Regions from separate parts of the Mus musculus genome. Here region 2 is linked to region 1. The links are chromatin contacts, called in public HiChIP or PLAC-seq maps. All regions are on one chromosome and are shown on one strand. Each heading gives the region's core, a stretch centred on a gene start, on an enhancer-like site or on the middle of the called end of the contact. The rest is flanking DNA. Distances are from core to core; before and after follow the strand shown. Region 1 overlaps Slc30a6 (solute carrier family 30 (zinc transporter), member 6). Region 2 overlaps Ttc27 (tetratricopeptide repeat domain 27).

Region 1 (5,346 bases), core at 1,709-4,208:
TGCAAAAGAGCAGAAAGACTCATTAGAACCCTGCCTAACCCAGCCTCTATCATTACTTGTAAGTATGCATGTGTGGCCCGAGTGAGTGTATAAGCAATATGTACACGCAGGAGCCTGAGAGAGGGTGTTGATCGTCTGGAAACAGCTACAGATGACTGACAGAGGTGCTGAGAATTGAACTCAGGTCTTCTGTGAGACTGATAAGCATTTTTAAAAAAAAGATTTATTTATTTTATTTATATGAGGTCAGTGTAACTGATCTTCAGACACACACCAGAGGAGAGCATCAGATCCCATTACAGGTGGTTGTGAGCCACCATGTGGTTGCTGGGGATTTGAACTCAGGACCTCTAGAATAGCAGTCAGAGCTCTTAACCACTGAGCCATCTCTCCAGCCCCTGTCTTAGGGTTACTATTGCTGTGATAAAACACCACGACCAAAAGCAGCTTGGGAAGGAAGGGGTTTACTAGGCTTACACATCCTAAGTCGCAGTCTACTGAAGGAAGGCAGGGCAGAAACCTGGAGCCAGGAGCTGATGTATAGGCCATGGAGGGGCTGAGTACTGGGTTGTTATTATGGCTTATTCAACCTACCTCATAGCTTGCCTGCCTACCTGTCTGCCTGCTTGCCTGACTTCCGTCTTTTTTCTTTCTTTCTTTCTTTCTGGTTTGGTTTTTTTTGTTTGTTTGTTTGTTTTGTTTTGTTTTTGAGATAGGGTTTCTCTGAACTCTTTATGTAGACCAGGCTGGCATCCAATTCAGAAATCTGTCTCTCTCTGCCTCCCTTTCCTTTATATATATTATGTGCTTTTCTGGAATGTGTGTAGCTTAAATGATTTAAATAATATTTCTCTTTTTCTGGTTTGTTTGGGATCAAAGGTGTACACAACTATACCTGCCTCAGAAAGTACTGTGCCTGCAGGCCAGAAGAGGGCACTGGATCCCATTACAGATGGTTGTGAGCCACCATGTGGTTGCTGGGAATCGAACTTAGGACCTCTGGAAGAGCATCCAGTGCTCTTAGTCTCTGAGCCATCTCTCCAGCCTCTCAAAAAAGTATTTTCAAGAGGAGGCCAGCAGCAGTGGGTAGGGGTACTTACTACTACGTCTGACATCCTGAGGATTCCGGGAACCCACATGGTGAAAGAAAAGAACTCATCCCAGGGCCACCAGGCCATGGTGGCGCCATCCACAGTGGGCTGCGCCCTCTCCCACTGATTCCTAATTGAGAAAATAGCCTACTGGCTTGCCTATGGCCCAGTTCTATGGAGGCATTTTCTTTTGTTTTTTTGTTTTTGTTCTTGTTTTGTTTTCTGAGATAAGGTTTCTCTGTATAGCCCTGGCTGTCCTGGAACTCACTCTGTAGACCAGGCTGGCCTCGAACTCAGAAATCCACCTGCCTCTACCTCCCAAGCGCAGGGATTAAAGGCATGCACCACCACCGCCGGCTGGAGGCATTTTCTTAATTGAGCTTCCCTCCTCTCGGATGACTACAGCTCGTGTCAAGCTGACATAAAGTTAGCCAGCACATACATCTTTATTTAAATCAAAATCAAAGGTGAAGCTGGCCTGAGAGCAACCACAGGGCAACATACCGATGCTGTTGGTGGAGCTGCACCACATGAGCAGGAAGCCAGTGCACAGCACGTTGATTGCACCGAACAGAAGGATCTTCCAGGACTGCGGGAGGGAAAACCATGCTCATTCAGACAGTGTTGACAGAGATCGCCTGCCTCATCCACACCGATAATATAATAGACACACAGCAGACAAATGCGACTCCTTCTAAAAACTGTGGCACGTTTTCTACATCTAACCAAATCATCATCAATCGAGTTCCCTCAGTCAAGCAGGAGGGTCACTTGTGGTAGCCGAGGCAGCATAGCAAACCCTGTCAGAAACAACCCAACCATTTTAAAGGATGTACATTTTAAAACAACTCTCTGAACAAAGCTATTTACTCAATGAGTATCAATGCCAGGCTTTATTTAGGCCTGAGAATAAAGCGGAGAACAAAACATGGACTTACCATGTAGGCAGACTGACAGTAAACAAGTATTTAGGTTAATGGTAACAAGTACTAGGAAGCAAATAAAAAGTGGGTCAAGGAGCCGGGCAGTGGTGGCGCACGCCTTTGATCCCAGCACTTAGGAGGCAGAAGCAAGCGGATCTCTGTGAGTTCGAGGCCATCCTGGTCTCCACAGTGAGTTCCAAAGACAGTTAAGGCTACACAGAGAGACCCTGGGGAGTGGCTAAGGAAACAATGACAGAAGGTGGTTTGGAGAGGGTTCTTTTCAGACTGGCTCATCAGAAAAGACTCGTAGCAATGTGAAAGGCCACAGACTCTAGCATGAGAATAATTGGAAAGAAAACAGTAGCCAGAGAGCTAGGGCCCCAAGTGACAAAGCCCCTGGTAAGGACAGCAGAGAAGAGTGGAAGAGAGGGAGTCTGAGCAGTAGCACGAGACGTCCCGAATGCCAGGAAACATTAGCTGGGGCCTGCCTTACATTTTCCTGGGCATGGTGGGGTACGCCCGTGATGCCAACACTTAGGATGCAGAGATAAGAGGATGGCAGCTGAAGGCCAGCAAGGGCTACACAGTAAGTCTGAGGCTAGCCTAAGCTATGTGGTGAGAGTTTCTCTCAACCCCTCCCTGCCTACAGAAAGCAAAGATCATTCGGGTTCCTGTGGGGCTTGAAAGTGGTAGGAGGGAGCGCTAAAGGTAAGGCTTTGCACGACTGCATTAAAGATAGTCAGCGTGTTTGTTGAGCACACTCATGTGAGGATCAAGGGACTAAACCAGAATGGAAAAGATTTACAATTTTTCAGACTTGACCATCTGGAAAAGTATCTAGTTAATACGCAAGTGACCGAAGATCAAGGTTCAGCCTTGACCATACTATGACTGAAATGCCTATTAGTCATCCATGAGACGTGGAGGAGGCCAAATTCCATAAAGGAAGCAGAGGTGGGAGGGGTTAGGGCTTGAGACTTAAATACACAGTCACCAACACACAGTGTAATGAAAACCAGGAGAGCAGATAGCACTCCTACAGGGAAGGGGCTCACACTTCACAGAGCAGAGGGAAGGAGCTGGAACTCACATGGTGGGAAGAGAACCAATTCCCAAGTTGTGCTCTGACCTCCACATATGTACTGTAGTTCACACACACACACACACACACACACACACACACACACACACACATCATCTAGAAATCTAGAAATGTGGGAAACTGAATGAACTATAGAACTTGAACAAGAGGAGCGCCCGTGGCTTGTCATCAATTGACAGTGAGATAAGTCAGCAGGGTTGGATTTCCTTGGTTAGACTCAGTAGCTCAGGGACAGGGACAGGGAAGGGTGACTGAGAACGTAAAGAGGGTTAAGAACTTTCCAGAAGGAAGGGGCACAAAGTACTTAAAGATAGAAAGTGATGACTTGTTTTTACTTTGCCTGCGCCTAGTGTAGCTGGTGCTTGCGGAGGCCAGAAAGAGCACCAGATCCTCTGGCCTGAGTTCCAGACAGATGTGAGCTTCTGTGTGGGTGTTGGGAACTGAAGGTGTGTCCTCAGCAAGGGCATCTCCTGCTCTTAACCAGAGTCACATCTCCAGCCCCTCGATCCTCAGCTCAGTGTATAAGGTGGCTTTGCAATAACTCAAGCCAAGGTTGAAGAAGGACTTACCCTCCGGTCAGCTGCGACAAGTCTAAATTCCTGTAGTAACTTTCCAAAAAAAGATCTCTGTGGCTTTCGAAAGAGATGAATCGTCCCCTTTAAGACAAACATAAAAATACAAATCAGCCTTAAATATCTAATAATCTTTAATGCTCTTGCGATTTGAGAGTACCAACAACTACCTTATCAAGGGTTCCACACAGCAAGTACCCTACACAAGTTAAAGGCACTTACTGATTTAATAGGCAAATAGCCATATGAGAAGCAAGTCATTTTTGATAAGATGTTCAACATCTCAAAGCTAGCCAACAGATAATTAGGAAGTCAGATGTAGGCATTTTTAGCTCTGGATCCCCTCCCTCCCAAAATATTATATTTTACTTAACAAAGCTAAGTAACTATACCGGTAAACCCCGCTATGCTCTCTTTTAGGCATTTAGGCAAAGAATCTGGGGGAATCGCCATGATCACTGTAACCTACAACAGTGCAGGGCCAGTGTGATTATTAGTAGCTTCTGTTTACACTCATAAAGACATACCTTTCCTTGCACTGAAAATACACTATGCTCTTATGAAGTTTTCTGGGCCAGGTTTCCAAAATAAAATATTATAGCTATGTTTCAAGAGAAAATTTTGTTATTCCAAAAGCAATTAATTTGAAGGAGGGCAAAAGTTCTTTCCTGATCGTCAAAGAGTAACATGTCATAATTTGACTGCTGAGAGGCCCACTTAAATAGTTTGGTTTTGGGGCTGGAGAGATGGCTCAGTGGGTAAGAGCGCCAACTGCTCTTCCGAAGGTCCCGAGTTCAAATCCCAGCAACCACATGGTGGCTCACAACCATCTGTAATGAGATCTGACGTCCTCTTCTGGTGTGTCTGAAGACAGCTACAATGTACTTACATATAACAATAAATAAATCTTTAAAAAAAGAAAAAAAAATAGTTTGGTTTTAGTGAAATACTTTCTTGAACGGTCAAGGCACAGTCACCGTAACAACCATCCTGTGTTTCTACTTCACTGAACTTTGAGTCAAATACTGAAGCTGCTGAAGAACCCCGGCCCTGGGTTCTCAGCCTTCCTAATGCTGTGCATCCTTACACAGTTCCTCATGCTGTGGTGACCCTCCCCAGCCAGAAAATTATTTTGTTGCTACTTCATAACTCTAAGTTTGCTGCTGTTCTGAATTTTAATGTAAATATCTGCTATGCAGGGTATCTGATGCCACCCCTGTGAAAGGGTCGTGTGACACCCCCCCCCCCAAAGGTCCCGACCCACAGGTTGAGAACTGTTGGCCTTCGGTGCATGGCAAAACCACTCCCACAATAAAGCAAAGGAAGGCAAGAAAAGATACATGGGGTGTTTTCACCCCTAAATGGGCTGCTTGATCAAGCTATCTAGGAAAGCGAAGGGTGCCAGGACCCGGGAAAGGTGAGAACACAGAAGGCAGAGAGGGACTGTGGACAAGTAGTCAAACTACAAACGTATTTGTGTGGCAATGTCCTTTTAAACACAGTTCAGTGGATACACATGATGAGAGCTTTACCCTGTCGCCTACTCGTGCTCCTTGAGTCAGGTGTGCTGGTGCACACACCATTACTCCCGGACCTGGGGAAGCTGAGGCAGGAGAAGCTTCATGAGGCTAGCCTGATCTACATACCGAGTTCTGAGA
Region 2 (4,699 bases), core at 1,566-4,065, 420 kb before region 1:
GCCAAGAATTACATGCTGAAAGGAGCCTGATCTGGCTGTCACCTGAGAGGCCCTTCGAGAGCCTTACAAATACAGAGGCAGATATTAGCAGCCAACCATTGGACTGAGCACAGGGTCCCTAATAGAGAAGGGACTGAAGGAGTTGAAGGGGTTTGCAACCCCATAGGAAGAACAACAGTATCAACCAACCAGATTGATACTCCCCTCAGAACTCCCAGGGACTAAGCCATCAACAAAGGAGTACACATGGCTCCAGCTGCATATGTAGCAGAGGATGGTCTTGTCATGCATCAGTGGAAAGAGAGGTCCTTGGTCCTATTAAGGCTCGATAGATGACACAGTGTAGGGGAATCAACGGTGGGGAGGTGGGAGTAAGTAAATGGGCAGAAGAAACACCCTCATAGAAGCAGGGGGAGGGAGGATGTGATAGGGTGTTTCCGGGAAGGAGGGAAACTGGGAAAGGGGATAACATGTGAAATGTAAATAAAGAAAATATCCAATAAAAAAAAAAAAAAGACAAATCTGGGTTTTACTTGTTTTCTTGGCTTTGGTTATGATTTATTACAAAGGTTCCATTCTGAAGCCCAAACTGGTATCAAACTCAAACAGCCTCTCAAGTGCCAGGATTGCAGCCTTGTATTAACATAACCAGCAGCAGTGCATTCTATACAAAGTGGGACTTATAATGTAGGAGTCTCTTCCAAGATGGCAGGTAGAAGCAATGAATTTTTACTCATTGGAATGAAGGCTACCTCACTGAATTGCAGGACTAAATTAGGAATACTGCAGATTCCTATATAGGCCTCAGCAGAAAAAAAAAAAAAAACACACACACACACACAAATTAATAAATAAACAAAAAGCAAATATCTTCCCCACAGGTTGATATTAAAAAAAAAAACATATGAAATCAAGATACAAATGGGAAACTTTACTTTTTAATCCACGAGAAAAGATTAGCAAATAATGCAAATAACAGTACCCAAGATATAGCTCGAGGCCACTCTGGTCACATGAAGTGTCTTATTTACTTTTAAGTTTAAAAAATATCCAAGTTTTATATTCAGTATATTAAATTTTTAATAAACATTTAGATATATGAAGTATTAATATGGCTCCTGTATCATTTACCTTTGGTTATTTTTTGCAGTTGTTTTAATAATTTGCATGCAATGAAAATCTCCAGATCAGTTAACTGTTGGCTTGCCTCTCTCAGTACAGGTAACCATCTTGGCCCTGGACTCATACAAAGCTCTCAGCTTTAAACTTCAGGGTCTCCCAGTTGCTATCAGCTGACTCACTACAATGTCTTTATTTTTTCTTTCTCAATGGAGGTCTTTAGAATCTGAAGAACTGTGGACAATGCTTAGCATGTCTTTTACTTTGTTTTTAAATTATTACTTAAATGCCCATTATCAATGATGACTGATGGGGCCAGTGAGATGGCTCAGCAAGTAATAGCATTTATCCCACAAACCAGACAACCTAACCTGAGTTTGATGGCCAGAACCCATGTCAAAAAAAAAAAAAAAAATCCAGCTGTGGGGAAACACATCTAAGGTCTACAAGCCTATTAGACGCACAGCCCGCATAGCCGGGCAGCTTTGTAAGCTAGCCATCTTGATACTCATGACAAGGGATGTACCTAAAGATGAAAGAAAAAACCAATTTCTGCAAGTTGTCTGCTGATCTCCACATGCATGCTAAGTCAGTCACACATGCATGTGTGCTCGAGTACAGGTGTACACGTACACACACACACACTGCGCGAGCACACACGCGGCACACACGCACCAATACAATATATATTAAATAAATGAGTCAAGATGCCTCAAAACTTTCACACAAGTCCTCAAAATACAGCTGAATTCTTTAAGCTCCAAAATTACTACGACTTAGCCCAGAGCTGTCAGGTGGGTAAGAAAGAGCTTAGCTTCATTACCTGCTCTGGTGGCTACACTTTTTATAAGTTTAATAATATTTATTTCTAGATATCCAAAATGAGACTGCTTCAACATGTTAATATATGAACCACTTGAGAAGTTTTATATCCGCCTTCTCCCTGCCAAGTCTTTTAAGTCTGATGTGTAACCAGGACTTGCAGCATTGCCTCTAGGAGACACAGCACTGTCTCCTCCCTTTAAAGTGAATCCACAGCCCTGGCTAAGGGACTACTGAAGTAGAAATTTCTGGTTTCTTTAACAACTCAGTCATGTCACGTGACTTTTTTGGGAAGCTATCTTGTGATATTTTACTGAAAACAAACACTTGAGAGAGCACGTGATGCCTAGAAAGAATATAAATAGAATCCCACAGACAGTGAGAGAGATATGCTCTTGCATTGTTATTTGTGTGACACTTCACTTCTTCACTGGTCTTCTTTAGACTTTGCTTTGTAGAGAGAAATGCATCAAAGAACCTCTTGTGGTATTCTGGCTGATTCTGGCCACTTCTACTGACTCATCCTGATTCAGCTAAGCCTTGCTGTTTATGTTGGACTGAGTCACCACTACTGATTTGTGTTTGGTGTTTGCTACTGAACTGGACTGCTGGTATCCTGACAACAAAGAGTGGAACTGCCTCAATGAACTACTAAACAGGTCTATAATTCTCTTTTGCTATTTTAACCTTCTTTTTTATCCCCTACCTCTGATCAGTGGGCTAGAAGGGAGGTTGAAATATTTAAGAACCCCAACTAAAGTAGGTTTTGAAAAATCTAAGAATACAGGTGGCACTCAACATGGCCTAGGCATAATGGGTAACTCTGCTACTTCTTGTATAGAGGAATAGGCAAGTTTTGATGGCTTAGCAATGTTGTGTAAGGAGGATGGCAAAATAAGAGAAACTGCCACTGGGTTGTTTCCTGCCTTGCTCCTGGAGGGGGTTCTCTGGTTTTGGTTCATAGGTTTCATGCATACCATTTTGAAAAAGATTATGGGGAAAGCTGAAAACTCAGAAGGCTCAGTCAATTCTCTTGGGTTAGAAAGGATTGCACGGTTGGCTATGCACTTAGAGTGTGTGGACAGAGGCTGAAGTGCTTGGAAAGCAAAAAGAGCCAGTGAGAGGAGAACAACACCACTGTTCGGCTTGGTGTCTGAGACAGAAATTTACCACACGATGAGAGAGGGAAGCAAACTAGGCTAGAAGACAACCTTGCCCTGCCCATGCACTTTGACTTATAGGTGCCCAGAGCACCTCCATGAGACAAGGGTTGAGGAAGAGCAAGAGGCACTACAGGGACAGGTTAGTATCCAGACAAGTGCACTGCCAGAGCATGTGCTTGGGGCTGCACAGGTACTTTCAGCTTTCCCAGGCTTTGTACAAATCTGATCTGATGATGTCATAATTGACGATGTTGTGTTGCTGCGTTAAGAGCTTGGGATGTGACTGAGCAGCCAGGGGGACAATCCATCTCATTCACTAAGGTAATACATGGCCCTGGGGAAGCCTTTATTGACTTCTTACAGATCAGGTTCAGCTATAAACAGACCAAATCAGACCCTGAAACCAGAGAGTACATTGACAGAGATCTTGGCATTTGAAAATGCAAATATTAAATGTAAGAGGTCAGTCAGTCCATTGAAAGCACAAGGAGCACCAATACACAAATGGATAAGAGAGACAATTGGTGCTGGCCTTCAGGAGCACCATGCCAATGTTATAGGAACCAAAATGCCCAGTGCTTTGTAATGAATTTGGTCATTTCAAGAAACTGTAAAAATAAAAGATTCAGGTCTCAAAATAGCAAGTGCATTAAGTCTGGAGAATATGGCATTCATAGACAAGAATAAGGAGGTTCTGGCTGCTATGAAACACAAAAGCTTCCAGGGTATTGTAGCCACTGTAGAAAGGGCAAACACTGGTCTAAAGATTGTAGGTCCAAGATATTCATAAGACATAACCTTACAGTTGGGAAACGAACCGAGCGGGCTTTCAGTTTGAGACCCTGGAGCAAACAATAAGAGCCATCTTCCTTTGGTCAGCCAGGAAATACCAAGTGGACAAGAAGATCAAAACTAAGTATTTCTGATCTTATAGATGCAGCTCAGGATCTTGCCAAAGATACATCTCTTACACTACCCCCCAAATTTCAATATTACAGGCTAACCACTGGTGTTTATGATCCTTTACTTTCAGGGATAGTAGGAATCTTGGGAAATTTTATTGTGCACCCAGGTATTATAAGTGGGAATAGCAAGAAAGATAAACAAATTATGATATATATGAAAAAGGAGGTACAAATTAATGCAAGGGATAAAACTGCTCAGCTGTTACTGTTTCCCTACATAAAGGGCAAGGCTACTCCAGTAGAAAGAACAGGGGCTTTTGGAAGTACTGGAAAATGTGTGTTCTGGCAAATAGTGGTTAATGATCAGAGATTCAAATTAATGGTACAAATGAATGGTGCAAATGAATGGTACAAATGAATGGTGTTGAAATACAGGTGGATACATGAGCTAACATTAGTATACTTTCCTAAAAGTCTTAGAATCCAGATTGGCCACTTCAGGTTTACACACAGTTTACAGGATCTGGTAAATTATCACAAATAAGACACAGTGTCCAATGGATTACCTGTGTGGGACGAGAAGGGCAAACAGGGAAGAAAGTCCTTATGTGGCTGACATAGCCGTAAGTTTGTGGGGAAGGGGTCTTTTACAACAATGGGTTACTCAAATTAATATCCCTGCAATTTGGG

The links. HiChIP or PLAC-seq counts read pairs in DNA pulled down with a chosen protein or histone mark.
Region 2: an HNF4G HiChIP or PLAC-seq map of pancreatic cancer cells shows a contact between it and region 1. The contact joins two enhancer-like sites. A contact is called at or near these places in 1 of 115 datasets of contacts at active chromatin or transcription factors (pancreatic cancer cells) and 1 of 9 other capture datasets (pancreatic islet).

The regions. Positions count from the first base shown.
Region 1 is chr17:74,400,338-74,405,683 of GRCm38.p6, reverse strand. Slc30a6 (solute carrier family 30 (zinc transporter), member 6) reads right to left here. Exons shown (of 14, transcript NM_144798.6): 2 at 3,686-3,772; 3 at 1,596-1,680. Among named protein-coding and RNA genes, the nearest start is that of Slc30a6, 7.4 kb to the right of the region's middle. Within about 2 kb of position 2,958, at least 34 of the 459 cell types and tissues checked have an H3K27ac peak or open chromatin away from gene starts, as enhancers often do. A contact at or near this core is called in pancreatic cancer cells, where this site is marked.
Region 2 is chr17:74,817,562-74,822,260 of GRCm38.p6, reverse strand. The region is part of intron 13 of Ttc27 (tetratricopeptide repeat domain 27); the gene reads right to left. Among named protein-coding and RNA genes, the nearest start is that of Ttc27, 100 kb to the right of the region's middle. Within about 2 kb of position 2,815, at least 48 of the 459 cell types and tissues checked have an H3K27ac peak or open chromatin away from gene starts, as enhancers often do. A contact at or near this core is called in pancreatic cancer cells, where this site is marked.